3 separate regions of the Zea mays genome follow, and all the other regions are linked to region 2. A link is a contact called in public Hi-C data. All regions are on one chromosome and are shown on one strand. Each heading gives the region's core, a stretch centred on a gene start, on an enhancer-like site or on the middle of the called end of the contact. The rest is flanking DNA. Distances are from core to core; before and after follow the strand shown.

The links. A called contact is a pair of places that touch in the nucleus more often than the background predicts.
Region 1: a contact with region 2 is called in a Hi-C map of leaf, with 4 times the contacts expected there. The contact joins the promoter of LOC103638745 here to the promoter of LOC732805 in region 2. A contact is called at or near these places in 9 of 25 Hi-C or Micro-C datasets (bundle sheath, ear, endosperm and 3 more).
Region 3: a contact with region 2 is called in a Hi-C map of ear, with 5 times the contacts expected there. The contact joins the promoter of LOC100285626 here to the promoter of LOC732805 in region 2. A contact is called at or near these places in 6 of 25 Hi-C or Micro-C datasets (bundle sheath, ear, leaf and 2 more).

Annotation. Positions count from the first base shown.
Region 1 is chr9:101,300,730-101,304,608 of Zm-B73-REFERENCE-NAM-5.0, reverse strand. It overlaps LOC103638745 (probable E3 ubiquitin ligase SUD1), which reads right to left and starts at 2,435. Exons shown (of 9, transcript XM_008661571.3): 1 at 1,918-2,435; 2 at 522-1,199. The coding sequence starts at 2,154.
Region 2 is chr9:101,043,204-101,046,785 of Zm-B73-REFERENCE-NAM-5.0, reverse strand. LOC732805 (glossy15) reads right to left here and starts at 2,233. Exons shown (of 9, transcript NM_001254783.1): 1 at 1,783-2,233; 2 at 1,645-1,670; 3 at 1,512-1,542; 4 at 1,337-1,424; 5 at 974-1,119; 6 at 809-853; 7 at 626-717; 8 at 324-454; 9 at 1-230. The coding sequence starts at 2,174.
Region 3 is chr9:100,755,317-100,758,872 of Zm-B73-REFERENCE-NAM-5.0, reverse strand. LOC100285626 (protein kinase domain containing protein) reads left to right here and starts at 1,559. Exons shown (of 5, transcript NM_001158517.1): 1 at 1,559-1,633; 2 at 2,168-2,529; 3 at 2,642-2,733; 4 at 3,200-3,556. The coding sequence starts at 2,170.

The sequences.
Region 1 (3,879 bases), core at 1,186-3,685, 260 kb before region 2:
TATGGATTTTTTTAAAACCAAAACTTGGGTAAACGATCTTAAGTTTATCAACAATAAGGTATTCAAAACAAAAAATATCTTGAAACTCTATTGCAAAGGGCCCTACTAGTAAGATTGCTTATCACTAAATTGGACATAATAATTACTTCATCCCAATGATGTTGTTATAGTATTCTCTAGTCAAACTTCTCTAACTTTGACCATATTTGTTAGAAAAAATGCACCAGCATGTAATATAAAACATCAAATTACTTTAATTAGATCCACAATGAAATGTCTTTATGGTGCATTAATTTGGTGTTGTAGATGTAATATATTTTTCTGTAAACTAGGTCAAAGTTATAGAAGTTCGACTTAGGACAAAACTAAAAAGAACTAAAATTCAGAACGAAGGGAGTAGAAGAGTTCTTAGTGTTTTGCGGTAGAATGGCAACACAACTATGGAACTCAAAATAGTTATGCCAAGTTGCCAACACATGGAGATCTAAAGATACGTGTTGTAGGGAAAAAATAGTACTCACTGTTATTGCATTCTCAACCAAGTGGAAGACAGGGCCTTGCATACCAACAAGTTCATCAAAAGGAACGTCCTCTGCTCCATCAGCATCATCCAGACCATCAAGCATCTGCTCCACCTGAGCCTCAAGTCGTTCTAATCGAGCAGCAACATTTTCCGCATTTCTCCTCAAAAGTTCACCAGCACCGATTCCTTGGGCTTCTGCTAATTCATCAATATTTCCATCTGCAGGAACCCTATTATTAGGACCAGCTAGCCTCCTGACAGCCCGAGCACCATGCCTTTCACGACCTCCATCATCCCTCTCAGCATCATGTCCACCAAGTTCACGCAAATGCCTTATGTAGTCCCGTAATGAGGTGGCTCCAAGAAATATAAGGACAATGATAGCTGAGAGAAGGAACCCATGAAGGCAATCGCTAAGAATCAACTGAGCACTGATGTGACTGAGGAACAGCCTTTGCGCTTCACCAATACTTCTCACCAATGTTAACCGCCAAATCCAATAGGTAATGAATGGGATAATCATGAGCCAAACTGAGAGAACAAAGGCAAGCCGAAGGATGAATTGAAACACATGGCATGCTTTCATTCCAACACCAACAATCAGTTCCTGGAAAGGGAGTCTTGTCGGAGCATTATCAGCGTACACGGGTGAGAAGGAGAATGCATGTTTACAGACCTGCAGTGCACAGATGCATAAATCAGAAATTATCTAGAGAAAATGGAGTTATGACAAACAAGACACACATCATCATCATGAGTATGTTTTTTTCCTTGGCGATACAAGCCATTACTACCCAGCCGTACAGCTGTGCTTGGAACCCCCAACTAACACTTGTTCGCTCATTTTCTCTAGATTAGCAAAATGCATTATTCAAGAGGAGGTTTGTTCTAACGATTCCAATCCTATAGAATTCCTCCATTTTTCCTTGTTACAAAGGGGACCTAAGAGAACATAAGGCAACTGAAACTGCAAATCAATCATCAATATCAAGCCAATAGTCTCACTGCTAAGAAGCACAAGATGAGTCTTGCTGCAGGTTAACAGAATTACTATGCCTCTGAAAATACTCTGAAACCACAAGAGCATCGGAGTATTATGAAAATTCATTTGCTAGCTGAATAATCATCAAAACTATGCAATTGCCTGATTCCGAACCTCAATCCCCTAATTCTAGCAACTGAAAAGGCAAGAATAATAGCCTTATCCATTTATCAATGCCTATTAACATAGTTTTGACCCAATCTACACGCCATATCAAAGAAACAGCACCCATATCACCAGCTCAACATTAAATCGATCGATTCCACCACGCAATCGAACTAATCAATCCCTAAAGCAACGACCCAGCGGCGTCCCCGTCGCTGAGTGAGGGCAGGGGCGGCGGCGATATTACCTCGCACTGGCGCGAGTTGCTATGGTCGAGCCACTGGAGGAGGCAGTCCTGGTGCACGAATTTGATGCTTCCGCTGCAGGCGCACGGGTAGCGCAGCGGGTGGTCCTCGTCGCCGCGGTTGCGGCAGATCCGGCACACGTCCCCCTCCTCTTCCTCCTCGTCGTCCTCCTCCCCGTGCGGCGGCCGCGGCTCCTCCGGCAGCTCGCCCGCGACGGACCGTTCGGCCATCTCCGCCATGGCTGCCTCGATGGGGGCGGCGGCGAGGTTAGCCGCGATCGATCGATCGCCCGGGGGGAACGCGGATATAGGCGGTGGTGGGAAGTTGCAGCGAAAACAGGATGAAAAAACGTGGGTTTTTTAGTAGCCTCCTTAATGACGCACCGGTGACGAGGCGCTGGCGGTCGGCTTAACGGGTCCCGATAGGATGGATCCGGTGGTGGGTCCGTGGGTGTGGCCGTGTCGGTTTGGAGATCCGACCTCCGGAGTGTTCTATTTATGATTTATCAAGCTCGACATACTAGAATCTACGCTACGCCTCCTTTTTTTAAGAAAAAAATGGTGGTAAAGTGCTACTTTTGATATTTTTTCCTGTGATTGAAAGCCTATATCGGGATGAAAATGGTCATTAAACATTATTATAACCAGTAGACTTGCACGTACCATATGTGTATAACAGGTTTATTCGAAGAATAAATCTTTTGGGTCAAGCACGGTTGGTTTTTTTATCTTTTGTTATGGATAATGTCTAGTATGTTTTTGTTTACCTTTTGTATATCACACCTTTATTAGTTAAATAAGATATTGCTCTTCTTTGGAGCAACTTAAATAAAGTCGTAAACCAGCCTGAAACCAATATTAGAAGAGGAATCATTTTTTTCTCCAACAGCTCTCTCTTTTCTTTCCCCGAAAATCTTAGTGGCCCACATCCAGCTCCTCTTCTCCCATTTAAGACTGTTTGGTTGGCTTCTCTACGTAGCCTGGCTGCATGAGTCAGGCCGACGGGAGCCTGGCTCCATAAATGCAACCAATTTGCTCGTGCCTGCAGAGCCTGGCTTAGGATGATTTGAGTATCAGGGTGCTTTGAGTATCGTGCGAGCCTGGCTCTACATCTGCATGCAGGTAACCAAACACACACCTCGCACGTATAGAGCCTGATTGACAATAACCAAACACCAGCTCATTGCATCCCGCGATGCAAGCACCAGCAAATACAGGCAACCAAACACACGGTTATTTTCTGGTGAGTGATTCCTCTCTAAACTGGGCGTCCGCGCAACTGAGTTGTCTCCCGCGTTTTTTTTTCATGAGCGTGGTTTTGGTGGAGGAGGGAAGCGACGATGGTGGCAGGAGAGCCATCAGTGGCGTTGGAGGAGGCATGGCGGTGGCTAAGATGCATCCAGCAAGATTTGTCGTACAAATTTGTTGAGCCTAATCACATTGGAACTGGCCGACCTTGTGGGAGGTGGTATCCATTGATGGCATGATCTCGCATAGGCGGCAATGAAGCTCAAAACTGCGATGGTGGAGGCCCCTTGCGAGGTACTTTCCAAGTTGTAAAACCTCCCCATCCCATGTCAGACGGTGTCGGAGTTTAGTCCGACCTAGTTGCATCCTCCTTCTTCGAAGATAGCGGCAACCTCCCTTCTTCGTTCAACCTTCAACAAACGGTATGAAAATTGAAATGTACGTTCAAGAAAATTACATATGGTCGGCTCCTTTTCATTGCATTTCTAATAAACTTAATAATATATTTTCTAAACACAATTCTTTTCCTGCTACAATTGTTGAGGTTCTATCAGGTTGTCCTTTCACTGTGCTATAGAATACCTATTGGGATAGATAGTTGAATCTCATATTTGTTTGTTTTTGTTATGTTGTCATTATTTTAAAAGGAGGAGATTATAAGGAAATGGACTAAGGTCTATTTAATAGTTAAGTTTTGGTGTTTGATGACCAACATAA
Region 2 (3,582 bases), core at 984-3,483:
CATGGATCGAATCGAATCGACCAGTGATGGTACGATCGGTCGAGCGGCGTACCATCTGGAGCTGCGTGCCGTCCCTGCTGCTGCCATTGCCGGTGTGACGGCGGTGCTACGTGGACGTGGTCGTCAGCCGGGCGCCCGAACATGCCGGCAGCAGGCGCCGGGGGACGCCTGCTGCTGCTGCTGTGAGGGTAGCCGGCGCCCGTCTCCTCCTCCTCCTCCGGCAGACCGAGCTGGTTTCCCGGCATGTGCAATGCAAACAGTACCAGCGTCAGTGCAACGGGAAGGCTCAGTGTCGGCCATGTATGTACTTAGCTTGTACATACCGTCAGCGTCATCGTCCTCTGCTTGCGGCTACTGCTGCTCGTCGCGGGGCTGAACGCCTCGACGGCGACCGTGGACGGATCGCTGCTGGCGCAGCCCAGACCGAGCTCGAGATCCAGCTCGCCGTCCCAGGCTGCATGCACTCCACAGACATAAATAACCATCTCAGTACGTTTCAGCCGCTGAAGAGTTCATGAACAACAACAAAAAAGAGATCGAGGAGAAGGGAAACAGTAGTACAAGAACGATCGAGAGGCAAAGAACGGACGGATGAGCAGGCCATGCAGGGGAGGGGCTCACGTACGCTGCGACTGGAGCTCCTTGTCGTAGCTCTGGGCATCGAAGTTGGTCACCGCCTCCTTGCCGTAGCACTTGATGGCAGCCTTGTCATATGCCCTGATTAGCATGCATGCATGGCACGAAACCACAAAGTTGTCACATGTTGTTCAATGGCGCGTAACAGAAGCACAGAGGACGCGTCACTTACTGGGCAGCCTCCGTCTCTGTGTCATACAGGCCCAGGTACACATACCTGCAGCAGCGACAAGAACAAAGGAGATCAACCATCAAGCCAAAAATAAAAATAAAACAAAAAAATCGGCACTAATCGTTGTTTTGTTTTTTTCCGATTCAGCATTGACTAATTAATTACTTCTTGCCCATGAGCTGGCCGATCCTGGCCTCCCACTTGCCGCACTTGTGCTGGGTGACTCCCCGGAACCTGGAGCTGCCCCTGACGAAGCCGGCGCCCTGCCGCCGGAGCACCAGCACGAACTCCTCCTTGCTCAAGTCCTTCATCTGAGGGATTTGACGCGGCACACGGCAGGAAGACAAGAATCCAGGCATCAAACAGTGAAAGAGACTAAGAGAGAGACGTTATTATTAGTCGATGAACAGAGCAGCTGCAGTGTTCTTAATTTGTTCTATTCACACTCCATTCATGGCGGTGTGTGTGGGCTCCTTCTTCTACCGGTGTTGGTCGTTCGATTCGCAATTGCAACAGGGGGGGAATCACCTTCTTCATCTCGTCCTTGTAGTCGTCCAGGGTGAAGTTGATGTCCGCGTTCAGGCCGCGGAACTTGATCGCGGCTTGGTCGTAGGCCCTGCAGATAGATTCATAGATAGATAGATATATAAGATAAGACGAGAAGATGGAACAGATGCGCGCGAGGAAGAAGAAATCTATGAACCTCGCAGCGGCCTGCGCCGTGTCGAATCCACCTAGAAAAAGAGCAATTCGGACACCTGATTAAATGCCATGAAATGATGCTAGTGTAGTACGTAATTCGAGTCTCAGTTCTTTTCGATTGGACGGGAACTCACCCAAGTACACCTGTTTCCCACAGTCCCTGCCAATGAGAGACAGAGAGAGATGAGCATGAAATGGACATCGCTTGCACAAGCCAAAAAAGTAAAAAAAAAAAACAACAAGCTAGAGCTAGCTAGCTGCAGGCGACTGACCAGATGTGGGACTCCCAGCGGCCGGTGCGGCGGTAGAAGGTGACGCCACGGTACTGCGAGCTCCGTGACCGCGGGCCGCGGCGGCTCTTCCTGGACGCCGACGACCGGACCCACTGCTCCGCCGCGCTACCGGCGGGCACGTGGCATTGCTCCTCCATCGTCGCCTGCTGCGCCGCCGTAGTAGTGGGCGGAAAGAACTGCTGGGTGACGGCGGCCGGCCGGCTGTCCGGCATCGTGGGCCGCGGCACGGGGAAGCCGAAGACCATGCTGCTGGCGCCTTCCACCGGTCGCCCGACCTGCGGCGGCGCCGGCAGCAGCTCGGCCTCCCCCGGCCCGGCGCGCGCAATGCCGTCGACGGCGCTGTGGAAGAATGCTCTCCTGGTGGCGGCCATGGCGGTCGTGCTAGCTGGTGCGTGCGTGCGTGCGTGTACGGAGATAGATGCACACAAACACAGCACACGGCGTTCTTGGCTCTCGAGTCGGGGCTCTCTCTTCTCTCTCTCTATCTATGCGCCGGGATGCATCATTGCAACTTTTTTTCCTCCCCTTTTATGCAGTTTAGACGATACCAGCTGAGCTAGAGCTGATCGTCCCCCCTCTCTGTGTCTCTCTCCCTCCTGTGTCCCACGCGCGCGCACAGAGACACCGTGAGACTGTGAGTGATGTGTGTGCGTTGCACACTTGCACTTGGTAGCGGTCTGCCAAAGAATCTGCAGTCGTAGTGTATCAAGCAGGAACGCTAACTGGGTAAGGAAAGCGAAAGATCTCTGAGCAGGCTATCACTTCTTCATGTCAAGTGTCGTCTTTTATCTCGGGTTGGAAGGATGGAGAACACCAGTCCAGCGACGCTGCGACGGATGCCCCCCTCCCCCTGGCCTATCTATGTGCTTTTGGGCTTGTCACCCAAACATCATCCATCCTATCTGTCTCTTCACGGTGCACATTTTTTACGAATACACAGCGCACATCTCGTGGGTAGTAATACTAGAACTACGAGTTGTGTGCCAGTCAAAGAATATAATTATGAGTTGGTGTGCCAATTGAATTGGTTTATGTTTTATTAAATTTTTAACGAACAATATTCAGATTTATAACTCTAGACCAATTTATTATAAAAAAATACATTTCATAATCAATCTAATGATATTTAATTTGGACGTTACAAATATTAATATTTTTTGTCTATAATTAATCAAATTTAAGATATCAAATATAACACTGCTAAAATTGCTTTTTTCTTTCTTTGACTGAGTTAGAGTGTATGTATATGGTATATGTCCACGGGTTCCAATAGGTGACCAGGGTGCTATGTCAGTTCCACTTCTTACGGTACATTAGTAGTATATATAGGGCTGGCCGAAATATTCATATCTCGTGGCCGGTTTAGCTCGAATTGGCTCGTTTCAATTTTCTCACGAGTCGAGCTAACATCTCATATCATGAGCTCAAACGAGCTATCAGATTTCAGCAAAACGAAACTTATGCATATTATTTACGTATGAATTGGTGAACATGTTACATTTATGTGCGGTGCCTATGGGTTAAATTGATGATTGAAAATTTGTGTTTGTATGTTAAATTGGTCTTTGCGACTGTCCCTGCGAGTTAAAACGATGGATATGAAACTCTCTCATGTCTCCGTTACTAAATCAAAAAATATATAACTATATACTGCGAGTGATGGTTCAATCCATGCTTTATTATATTCTACTTATTAAAAAACAATACTTTAAAACTTTTTACTAAGAATGGCCAACCAGAAGAGCTATCATGGCAGTTCACTATCGGAATTCGGCACTT
Region 3 (3,556 bases), core at 310-2,809, 290 kb after region 2:
TCTTCAATAATCTGCCCACCAGTTCTCCATCTCCATGATATAGGTATGCCATCCTTTAGGTGATGAGTCCTTCAAGACCTATTTAACATATGCTAGTAAACAAATTACATATACGCTTGAATCATCACGTGTTGGCACATAGGTCATTACATTAATTCTGGACAATACATATGGCTCCAGTCGTATTGCCCTAGTCACGCCACGTAGGTCATGAATAATTCATATATATATATGCATCATATACACACAACAACCTTGTTTTTAACAGTGAGCTTGTAAAGTTTCATAAAAATTAAACCTCAAATTTATCATATAAAATTCGGGTACCATTCGGATAGGGATATGACTATTTTTTCACCTTTTTGTTATAGAGGGCAAATAATGTATAAATCAATTTATGCCAAAAATTATTCTTATCTATGATAATGTGCTTCATAACATAAAAAAATGCTAGAATCAAATTTCATACATATCTATTTTAAAATATTAGATTTGTCATAACAGTTTGGGTACCTATTTTCATCCCTAACGATCATTTCCTCTCTGACTGAGTATTTTAAAATAGCTTTGGCTCGTCTAGAAAAACTACTCGCATGAAGAAGCCAGAGCCAATGTTATTTTTATAGAAGCTAAAGCCCTCCCAAAGGAGCCCTTAATCGCCTGTATTCATGACGTGGATCGTTAGCTTCTAGATGGGATGTGAGAGAACACCCGTATACAGCATGAAACAAAGTCGCACGCAGCGCAACATTGTCAGATAGTACCATCTCGCTAGGTATAAAAAAAGTTGGTCTAGTTTTCAACTCATATACTCCCTCCGTTTCATTTTAGTTGTCGCTGGATAGTTCAATTTTGCATTATCCAGCGACAACTAAAACGAAACGGAGGAAGTATTTCTCAGTCTTTTGGCTAAGATAAAATACAATATCTACACTTTAATATGTAGTATGTGTGTATATATCCACTTTAATTTTAAATTTTTTAGGAACGGTTCACTTTAATTTTAAATTTATTTTTATGAAGAAACTCCATCACAATGGCCGTCACTCGACCTTTGCATGTACCGCACGGACATTGTACTAATACAAATACAGATGTATAAGAAGAATGTAAAATAATTAGAATGATTTAAATGTTTGTGATTTCTAATGTAAAATTATAACTACTTCGTTAATTCTAAATTATAAGGTATTTCTAGATTTATAGAAAAAAAACTATAAACATAAAAATACCAAAACATCTTAAAACTATAAAAGAAGAAAGTATTTCAGAGCAAAATTTTGAAAATGATACATATATTATATACATAAATAAATCATTAAATTAAAGCCGTTGCGCAGAAAGAAAAAGGAAAAGGAGACCAGCAGCAAAGAAGAAAATCCGCCCGCGTATATAACCGCTCTACCGCTCAAGGCTCGACTCCCGTGCGCTTGCGGTGCGGACGCTTCCCCTCCACCTCCGCACACATCTCCAAGTCCAACTAACCATGCCAGTCTACCGCAGTACTGCCGACTTCTAGCAGTTGTTTTATAGGTTAGTTTCGTTGCCTTGTGGCTTTGTTAGTGTATCAAAACCAATTCGCGACATCACTCAGGAAGGGGAAAGCAGGGTCCGGAAAAAGAAGAAGAGACGGGTGAGAATCTGCTTGTTTTCTTGATTCTTGATATGTCGCTGATCCAAATTCCTGCCTTTTTTTTTGTTCCCCATCTAGGTTCCAATTCTATACCTGTCATTACAGTGATTCTCACCGATTAGATTACGTGGTTCCTGTTTCTAGTGGATTGGGGAATTTTTTTATTTTGTTCCTCCTCCATGTTCTACCTTTTCTTACCCATCGATTTTCGCTTTCACAAGTTCACACTTTACACTGTCAATTCTGTTATTATTCGTAGTTTACATTCCAGTATAGTTCTTTCCAGTACTAAATAACTGGGAAGTTGGGAGCCTCAGCTCTCTCTCTGTCTGTGCTTGCTTCCAATGTTACTTCAACTGAAATAAGCATGGAAAATTGGGGTCTTCTCTGTTTGGTAGATGCATTCAAATTGTGAAGAGAAGAATCTCAGCGATTAGATACAACACCAAAAATATGCTTAGAACGTTGTGAAATTTTGACACTGCTCTACGGAATAATGTGTTGGGATTTGTCATGGTGAAATTGGCTCTGCAGGAATGGCAAGCTCCGACTCAAATCCCACCGATGCATTCGAGTACATGCTGCTTGAGAAGGATCCTGATCTCTACCGGACGGTTTTCTCTGGTCCGAGCCAGACAAGCCCATGGATTAACCCGAGTGTGTTAAAGCTGAAGCACCGGATAGGGAGAGGTCCATTTGGGGATGTATGGATAGCAACTCACCACCAAAGGACAGAGGATTTCGATCAGTACCATGAGGTTGCGGTGAAGATGCTGCATCCAATTAAAGAGGACCAGCTGCAGATCTTCTCAGCGAGGTTCCATGAGATCTTCAGCAAATGTCAGGGTCTGGGCAACGTTTGTTTCTTGCATGGCATCTCTACACAGAATGGGAGGGTATGTTGGTTTTTGGGCTGGTTTATTGCCTCCTCATGCTAGGTCTCCCTGTCATACCATCTTGGTGATTAATGTTAATCCGTAGCTTATTTTTGGCTTCATGAATTTTCAGATTTGTATAGCTATGAAGTTCTATGAAGGATCCATCGGGAACAAGATGGCTCGGCTTAAAGGTGGAAAGCTCCCTTTGTCAGAAGTTCTAAGGTACGGTTACAATGCCTAAAGATTTCTATATATACATCTGGTGCACCATGGCAACCATTAAGATCAACATGCAGGATGGAAAATTTCTGAAATTGATCAAGTAGTTTCTCTGAGGCAATGGGTACAATAGTACTAGTTTTTTTTCTCGAACAATCATACGCAGACTAGAAAATTATTATAAAAATTACCTTCTTCAGTGTTATGTTGATTTATTCAAGCTAAAAAAAGGGATAACAGGACATTTGTTCTTTAATTGTATAGTACAATAGTTCGAGGAAAAATGTACAGTACAATGTTATGGTACCTGAAACCCATGTGCTGTCTTAACTGTCACCTATCCTTAAATCAATTTAGTATGACTTCAGTTCATTGTTTCCCTTTGGTAGTGCTTATTATGGTATTATTCAAAGGTGTCTTATATGCTTATTCTCTCGAATATTTTTTCATGACAAATTTAAAATTGCAGATATGGGGCTGATTTGGCACGCGGTGTACTAGGCCTACACACCAGGGGGATATTGATCCTAAATATGAAACCTTGCAATTTTCTCATAGACGAAAATGATTGTGCTGTGCTGGGGGATTTTGGGATTCCATCCCTGCTGTTTGGCCTTTCATTACCTAATCCGGACCTTATCCAGAGGCTTGGAACTCCAAATTACATGGCTCCTGAACAATGGCAACCAAACATCAGAGGTCCGATTAGTTATGAAACTGATTCGTGGGGTTTTGCGTGCAGCGTCCTTGAGATGTTGACTGGCATTCAGCCATGGCGTGGAAAGTCAGCAGATGAGATATATCAGTTGGTTGTCTTGAAGAAAGA